Regions from separate parts of the Mus musculus genome. Here all the other regions are linked to region 1. The links are chromatin contacts, called in public HiCAR-type and promoter capture Hi-C maps. All regions are on one chromosome and are shown on one strand. The core of a region is the stretch at or near the end of the contact, and the rest is flanking DNA. Distances in the headings are between cores, read along the strand shown.

Region 1 (2,699 bases), core at 57-2,556:
TTTCTTATTCTTATTTTTAAGTCACTCACATACATACAAGAGATTATTTCTCAGGGACTTTTTCAACATATTTCTTAATATTCCACATTCAAAACTTCAGAGGTCAAGGCATGCAATAAGAAATCAGAAAGTATTTTCTACAAACCAATTACACCAGAGATACAAAACTAAAGTCAAGAAATATTTTTAACACGGAGTAAACTTTGTTTTCCCTAGCTATGCTTTTACACGCTGTCATAACCTCCTTCAGACAATAAAAGAGCCACCAAAACCTCACATGGAAAAGTTAAACTGTTCCACTTTGCCTGTTAAAGTACTAACAAAATGACACAGAGAGGACAAAAAACGGGACCTTGTGTGAAGATTCTAAACAACGAAGATAAACGTGCTTCAAGTTTACTCCCACACGCCACCCCTAAGCAGCCACTGAACTTGGAAGACCGTGCCAACACACACACACATACACAGAGAGAGAGAGAGAGAGAGACATATTATCTGTATACATATAGCCATATACAGTGGTTTGGGAGTCCTGTTTTGTTTTGGTTTTTAGCAGAAACAAACCCCAGCGGAGTCCACCGCCCTGGAAGTCCGGGAGGCTCGGACCCGAAAGCAACGCAGGACACCGGCCAGACAGTGTCCCAGCACTGCTCCATCTGACCCCCTAATGAGTCACGGGTCCAATCATGACACCACATCACTTACTGGGACGTCTTCTATTTCTTTCCTCGCGCCAGGAAGAACAGAGAAAGATTTCAAACTCCTAAGCAGGCAATCGTGCCCGCACCGGAGCTGCCAGCGGCTTCACACCGGAGCCACTGTCCAGCCGCCGCCGGGCCGGCCCCGCAGCCGCCGCCACACCCCGGCCTCCCTCACCTGCCTCCCGCCGCGCCCGTACCTTCGGCCAGCGACTCCTCCAGGGTGACCTGGTAGCGGCCGACGGCGAACACCCGGACCCCCATGGACGAGCTTGCGAAGCCGCCGCCGAGCCCGCCGCCCGCGGCCCCGCCAGCCGCCGCCCCGCCGCCGCTGCCCTCCGACTTGGGCATCCGAGAGAACTTCTTCATGGTCCCGCCGGCGCGCTGGAGGGCACCAGGAGGGCACTAGGGCGCGCGAGGGCGAGAGCCCAGACCCGCGCGTCGCACAGCGGAGCGCCGGGCGCGGCCGACCGTCTTCGAGGGGTCGCCGCCCTTCGCGCGCGCGAGCGTCGGTGCGCAGCGGCTCGCCGCGCCTCACATTCCGCGCGTCCCGAGCGCGCAGCCCTGGCCGCCCGCTGCAGCTGCCCGGCGCCCGCAGAGCCAGCGGGGAGGGCGGGGCCGGGGCGGGGCCGGGGCGGAGCCTGGCGCGCGGGGCGCGAGCTGCCCGGGAAGAGGGAGGGGCCGGCCGAGGGGGGCGTGGCGCTAGGCCCGGCGGCCTGCGTGCCCTGGAGACCGCAGCTCGGCCCGGCCCGGCTCACACCGATGCCGCCCGCCCCTTGCGGCTGTTGGGGGGCGCGGCGCCGGTGCCAACCGCTTGCAGAGCCGGGCGCCGAGCCCCGCGCGCAAGCGCGCTGTCCCCGCCGCCGGAAGTGACGGTTCCGGCCCGTGTCACGTGGAGGAGGAACGGGCACATCGACGTGGGGGCTGGGGCTAGGGGTGAAGTCCGGGGTCCGGGTTATCAAGGAGGTGGAACCCACGCGGATCGGTGGGGCTACTCGGGTTGGAATTGTGTGTGCCGCTCTGGAGTCCTTAAATGCCGCCAGCAGCGTGACCCACTCTCGGAAGCTGCCGGCTTCGAGTCTCAGCCAGTTTTCCAGACTCTATCCCGAGAGGATCGGTTTTCCAGGGCTCCCCGGAGCGTGGGCGGAGGAGCAGCGCGAAGCTCGCAGGTTCCCACGGGGCGACTTGCGAAGCCCAGGTGTCCTCGCACTGTACCGGATGTTTGCTCTCAGAAGCGTTCTGCGGTTTAAGAATTACTTGGGAGAGCTTTAAAAGCTCTGTGTGTACAATGTCGGAGCCGTGCGATTGTGTTCAGAAAAAGATATTAAGATTTTTAAATATCATTAATCGCCATTGGCTGGAGAAGACGTAACCCTGTCGCCCAAGGTCACACAGCTGGCTTGTGGCCTGGAGCATCAAAAGTCTTAGTTACTCGCTTTCAGCCATTCTGAAAAAGTAGGTTAGGGTCAGATCCTTAGTCCAGGCCGGCAGACTTAGGACTGTTTGGAAACAGAGGCAGCACCAATCTCTGACCCCACCCGAACAAAAGATTCGCCCGTTGGAAAAAGAACTCCCGATTGCCTCACTTTTCATAAACTGCAAGAGTCTCATGCCAGTGGGAAGGGCACAGGAATTCGGGCAGAGGGCATGTGGGAGTGGAAAGGATGGCAAAATGGAGAAAATGTGCAAAGAGAAGGATTTTCGCTCCAGCCCACTTCCTGGACATGGAGTCACATACAGCCTGAGCTGGCCTGGACCTCATTAGCTACCAGAGATAGCCTTAAACTTGTGATCTTCCTGTCTCTGCCATTGTGCCCCCTAGTACTGGGATTATGAGCAAGCCTCGCCATCAGGCCTAGCTTGGCCTCTATAGAAAATAGGTTCGGTAGCCCGAGGCTAATTCTAGCTGAAGCAAGAGAACCACGAATCGGAGGCCAGCCTGGAATGCATGCCAAGATCTTTTAATTTAAAATAATAATAACGGTGCTTGAAGTTCCCAAT
Region 2 (2,699 bases), core at 126-2,625, 3.0 Mb before region 1:
GTAAAGAAAAACGTGGAATCACTTCTTTTTCGCCAATCATCTTGGTGGTTGCCTGTCTGTGATTTGCTCAATGTTGAAGACATTTCCACTATTTGATGCATATTCTTTCATTTTATGGATTCTGTAACAAACTGTAGTGATAAATCTTGTTTTAATCGTTGGGATTTTCAGATTATGTACAGTTACTGTAAATTGACTTAAAGTACACCATGGGAAGCATTTATTTAAAATTTTTTTATGTGTTTTGCTAAGGGGTAATGCCAGGTTGGCCTCAACAGTCCTTCCTCCCTTCTCTGGGATCACAGTTCTGGGATTACAGCGTGTACCTAATTAGCTGGGCTGAAGTCCTGTCCCTGTATGCTGTCTTTTGTAAACTTCTCCAAACCCTGTTTGGAAACTGGATACTTACTAAGCAGTCGAGTGGTTGACGACAAAAAAAACCAAACCAAACCAAACCAAACCAAACCAGAAATTCCATTTTCTTCTAAGTCTTGCAGGAAGCTTCAAAGTCTAACTCCTGAGTAGGAATTCCAATAGGTTTCTTAGCGATTAATTTTAAAATCGTGAATCACACGCCTAACGGCGTTTCATTTTTTTCTTTTTATAAAATCGCCACCTCAACACCACAAACCCAGAAACCTCGTAAAGATGATTCATGACATTTATATATCCTGTTTAATACAAGGACTGTAACTCGTAAAAAAAAAGGAGCCCTGGAGTCGACCTTAATACATACACTTCCCAATCCATAGTGACTTCAAAGAATCGTGGCCGGCGTTAGGCTCTTGTAATAACGGAGGCAAAGCTTAAGACTAGGGAAGCAACTCTGAGAAGAGGCAGCCTCGACCATCAAAGCCGCCTTTGGACAGCGCCGCGGCGGAGCCTCAATGTCACCCGGCGCAGGGACGGCGGAGCACTGCACAGGCGCGGCCCGCTGCCCCACGCAGGTCCCGGGGCCCACAGCCGTGGCTCCCTGAGGGCAGCCTCCACGAAGTCTCCGCTGGGGATGGACGAACCACACCCCTCCAGGTCGGCCGCGCCTGCCAACCAAAGCCGAGGAGCGGCCGGTGACTCCAGGAATCCGCGGAAGGGCGGGGCCAAGGGACGGGGGCGGGGGAGGCCTCTCTAGCCGCGCCCTCGAACCAGCGCTCCTTGTTCTCGATGGTACCCGCGCGCCCCTCTTGCGCACGCCACTTCCGGTCCTCTTTAAAGGCCCGCGCCGCGCGACCGCGGGGCGTGAGAGCCAGTCGGAAAGGGACGGGGAGGGCGGGGCCTGCGCGGGGGGCGGGGCCTAGCGGTGGACGGGGGCGGGGGAGGCGCAAAGGGCGCGCTCCGGAGCCACGTGACCGGGACGCGCCGTTCTTCCGTCGGCCATTTTAGGTGGTCCGCGGCGGCGCCATTAAAGCGAGGAGGAGGCGAGAGTGGCCGCCGCTGCTACTTCATTCTTTTTTTTTTCAGTGCAGCCGGGGAGAGCGAGAGAGCGCGCTGCGCGAGAGTGGGAGGCGAGGGGGGCAGGCCGGGGAGAGGCGCAGGAGCCCTTGCAGCCACGCGCGCGCCTTGTCTAGGGTGCCTCGCGAGGTAGAGCGGGCATCGCGCGGCGGCGGCGGGGATTACTTTGCTGCTAGTTTCGGTTCGCGGCGGCGGCGGCGTCGGCGGGTGTCGTCTTCGGCGGCGGCAGTAGCACTATGTCGGAGGAGCAGTTCGGAGGGGACGGGGCGGCGGCGGCGGCAACGGCGGCGGTAGGCGGCTCGGCGGGCGAGCAGGAGGGAGCCATGGTGGCGGCGGCGGCGCAGGGGCCGGCGGCGGCGGCGGGAAGCGGGAGCGGCGGCGGCGGCTCTGCGGCCGGAGGCACCGAAGGAGGCAGCGCCGAGGCAGAGGGAGCCAAGATCGACGCCAGTAAGAACGAGGAGGATGAAGGGTGAGTAAGGGGCGGCCCCGGGCAGCCGCTCGCCAGGCCCCCTCCCCCTCCCCGCCATTAGGCCTCGCTCCCGCGACCGCCCGCCCGCCCGCAGGCCCCAGTGCAGTCGCCCCCTCGGCCGCCCCTCTTGTACCTCGGGCTCCCCCCCGGGCCTGCATCTCCTTCCCTGCCTGCTCGCCCCCTCCCCCATCACACACGTTTCCACCTTTAGCCGTCACCATGCTACTCCGCGGCCCGCCCTCTTTCCTCCCTCGCCGCGGGTCTCCTCCCACCGATGTGGCCGCCAGGATTTTTTCCCGCCTGTCGGAGCTTACCCTCCCACCCCACCCCCACGTCTCCCGGATTTCTAACCTCTTAGGCTTAAAAATGCAAACGCACAGAAAAGCTTTTTACCAGGGTTGCCAAGGTTGGTCGGGCGCTTCGCCCTCGCCCCCGAGACGGTGCGATTATTGACACGCTCTTGCTTTGGGAAAGCTGTAGGCTGTCCACCTCTCTTTTCTCCCGCGTCGGCCGCAGGCCATTGCTTTTAAATAGTTTTCGTCTTAGGATTCGTTCGTTCTGTCCACTTTACGCTGTCACCACGACACGCTCCTACAGGCCCTGCGTTTGTGCTGTAGACAGACCGGGCCTGCCAAAGTCCCTGGTCTGCTGGCGCGTTGGTGTGGCTCCGCGGGCTCCATTTAAGTCCTTCCTGGTCGATGGGGCCTGTACTTGACTGGGGCTCTTCCACCTCCCGCCTGCGGTTGCCCTTCCCCCATTCTGCCAAGTTATTCTCTCTATG
Region 3 (2,699 bases), core at 139-2,638, 2.3 Mb before region 1:
TTAGATTCTAAAGTGAACATTTCATCTTTTGCTTAGCAGCAAAGACTTCAGGAAGTAAAAAGGCAGCTGTCTGGGTTGCCTTCTCAGCAGTCTTGAGAGCTCACAGATGTTACAAAGGGCTTTTCTGGTGGCACTACTAAGAAATACTGGTTTAGTTCAGCCCTTTTAGTTTCTTGCTATGTGAGCAGGAAGAGTGTGCTTTGCCCAGTGTCATATGGTCTACTTGTTAATTGACTCAGGATGGAAGTCGGCTCCTTGTGTGGACCCATTCTCCTTCACAGAACAGACACCAGAGATAAACAAAAGGCTCAGGGTTTTTAGAATAAACTGCGGGGCTTAAGGAGAAGCATCTGTAGAATATGCGTAGGATAGTGAAGCAGGAAGTATGAGAGAGACAGGGACCAGCCAAGACCAGCCAAGGAACATGAACGTTAGGTTAAAAGAGGCTCTTTCCATCCCAGAGAGAAGATGCAGGGACCTTAGAGGAGGAACCGTGTTGCTCCATGTTAATAAGGCCAATTACAGTCTATGGGATGGTCCTACAGTGTTTATGTATGAACGGAAGCTTACAAAGCCTGCTTTTCATACTCAGGGTCACAGCTGCAAAGTCTCCAAATCTTGTGCATTTCCCCCCATGGGTAAGGTATCTTTATTTCAACTTCTTCCCTTACCTTTCTATCACGCGTAGGAGAGTATTGAGTTCTTACCTCTATATTTATTTTTTTCTTTTCTAAAATAGTTATCAGGTATTCAATGGCTGATTCAATTAAGTAGCTGTCTACAATGATAAAAACAACCTTCACCGAGGACCAGCCTTACACACTAGAGTATCTTCCTTTCCTTTGCGAAAGTTCTAACACCTGTAATTTTACATGTGGATTGAATAGCAGTTTATTTAGCGTTTGCCCTCCAGGAGCCAGTAAGCTTCTGGGACCAGCCGGTTGCGGCCACCAGTGTGCCCCCAGCGTTTATTACAATACCCAACACTCAGCAAGTGCTTCGTGGTTCCTCTCAGATCTCCTCCGAAAGTTACACGGACAGTAACCTTCAGCTCATAATTATGATAATAGATACTGTACAACGAGTCGAGCCGGTATTTACAGGTAGAGCACACAAGGCAAATGAATACACACTCGGCGACACATGAGTGCACAAACAGCCGCGGGCAGCGACACGAAGGAGGAAACGCGCGCCGGAGTGGGCCCTGCCCAGGCTGCGGAGACCCGCTGCGCCAGCAAGCCAGCCTCTGCAGCGTGGGTGGGTACGGCCGCAGCGTCACGGGAGTCCCTACCCGCGGAACCCTGGCAAGTCCCCGAGCGCCCGCTGCAGGGCGGCGTGGGCGGAGAGCTGCGCCACGATTGGCCAGCGCAGGATGGGCGTGGCCTGCGGCGGGCGGGGGCGTGGCCTGCGGCAGGAGGCGGGCATTTCCCCAGCAAGGGGGTGTGCGCGGCTCGGGCTGGAGTTTCAGTATAAACAAGGACCCCGACTGGATCGGCGGGTTTTCCCTTTCTTCTGGCGTTCGACCCTTCCCGGTCCTGAGCTCGCCTTTTGGGGCGCCTCGGTACGGCAGCCAGGAGGCAGAGGCTCCGAGCTGTGTGCGGGTAGGTGCTCCAGGGGACCCCGCGGCGGGATGGCGGGAGCGGGCTGCGCCGGCGCTGCTCCGGAACGGCGCCGGCTGTCCAGTGCGCCCCGGCGTGGCGGGAGATCCTCGGCTGGCGAGCATTGGCAGAGCCACAGAACTAGGAGTTCTCGCGCCTGCTGCTTCCGTGCCCCGGGCTGCCGCGCTCCCAACAGGTGCGGGGCTGAGCACTGACGACCCGGGGACCCGGGGATCTGGGGACGCTGTGCTGCGCCTCGCCCCGGCCAGGCCTTCTGTTTGGAGATCTTAGATATTGAGGGTTTGTCTGAGTTGGAGTCTCGTTCATCCTTTTTGCTTTCCCTCTCAGCTTCTTGTGCATACCTAGGGTTGTTTCCATGTACTTTTTGGCTAGTTTCCTAGGGTGCTTGAGAGTGTTCAGGCTGTTGTTTATTTTTTGCTGCAGTTTCCTTATAATTTAAGGTCTGACTCCCAGGAACAGTCAGGGAAACAGGACTTGTGTGTTCCCCAGGCTCGTATGCAAACTTGAACAAGTAGCCTGTTTTTTGTTTTGCTTTGTGACCCAGGTGAGTTGCCTTCGGACACTAGCCTGGGTGATAATAACGTGGCCCGGGGTACCTGGTAGCCTCGTGGGCTGAGTGCGTGAGGGAGGCTCCTCTTTATTGGAGAGCCCCGGGAATAACTTCAGCAGCACTGTACTAGAGAAAAGGGCAAACGCGGAAACGGAGGTGTTCTCTCTCGCTCTCTCGCTCTATCGCTCTGTCTCTGTCTCTCTGTCTCTCTCTCTGAGTGTGCGTGTGATTTGACTATTCCTTGCCACCTTACCCCATCCAAATTGGTTCAGTTCAGGCGAAGCACTGTGGCTAAGGCACTGACAGTGCGGCGAGGTGTTCTCTCGCACAGCGTGGTAAAGGGCGCTAGGAGAGCATCTGGGCTGCAGTTTTCTCTTGTGAATGTAAATGTGCCCGTTTGCAGATGGATTCGGGGCGTATGGTGTATATGGATAAATATGCACGCATACTTGTGTATGTATGTTTGGGTGAACGCGTCTCCAAGGAGTCCTTCGTCAGCAGCGCCATGTGACAATGGCCTGGAACTGCTG

What was found. Promoter capture Hi-C pulls out the DNA fragments that hold promoters and counts their contacts. HiCAR-type assays count read pairs that join an accessible place to other places.
Region 2: a HiCAR-type map of astrocytes shows a contact between it and region 1, with 5 times the contacts expected there. The contact joins the promoter of 4930524J08Rik here to the promoter of Bmp2k in region 1. A contact is called at or near these places in 4 of 39 promoter capture datasets (hippocampal neurons, liver and pre-B cells), 2 of 115 datasets of contacts at active chromatin or transcription factors (acute myeloid leukemia and astrocytes) and 1 of 9 other capture datasets (liver).
Region 3: a promoter capture Hi-C map of hippocampal neurons shows a contact between it and region 1, with 4 times the contacts expected there. The contact joins the promoter of Rasgef1b here to the promoter of Bmp2k in region 1. A contact is called at or near these places in 2 of 39 promoter capture datasets (hippocampal neurons and pre-B cells), 1 of 115 datasets of contacts at active chromatin or transcription factors (astrocytes) and 1 of 9 other capture datasets (liver).

Annotation. Positions count from the first base shown.
Region 1 is chr5:96,996,296-96,998,994 of GRCm38.p6, reverse strand. It overlaps Bmp2k (BMP2 inducible kinase), which reads right to left and starts at 1,306. Exons shown (of 16, transcript NM_080708.1): 1 at 899-1,306. The coding sequence starts at 1,067.
Region 2 is chr5:99,977,611-99,980,309 of GRCm38.p6, reverse strand. It overlaps 4930524J08Rik, which reads right to left and starts at 1,375. Exons shown (of 2, transcript XM_030254981.1): 1 at 1,358-1,375; 2 at 644-1,273. The coding sequence starts at 1,375. The coding sequence ends at 758. It overlaps Hnrnpd (heterogeneous nuclear ribonucleoprotein D), which reads left to right and starts at 1,372. Exons shown (of 9, transcript NM_001077265.2): 1 at 1,372-1,918. The coding sequence starts at 1,686.
Region 3 is chr5:99,251,616-99,254,314 of GRCm38.p6, reverse strand. It overlaps Rasgef1b (RasGEF domain family, member 1B), which reads left to right and starts at 1,388. Exons shown (of 14, transcript NM_181318.4): 1 at 1,388-1,601.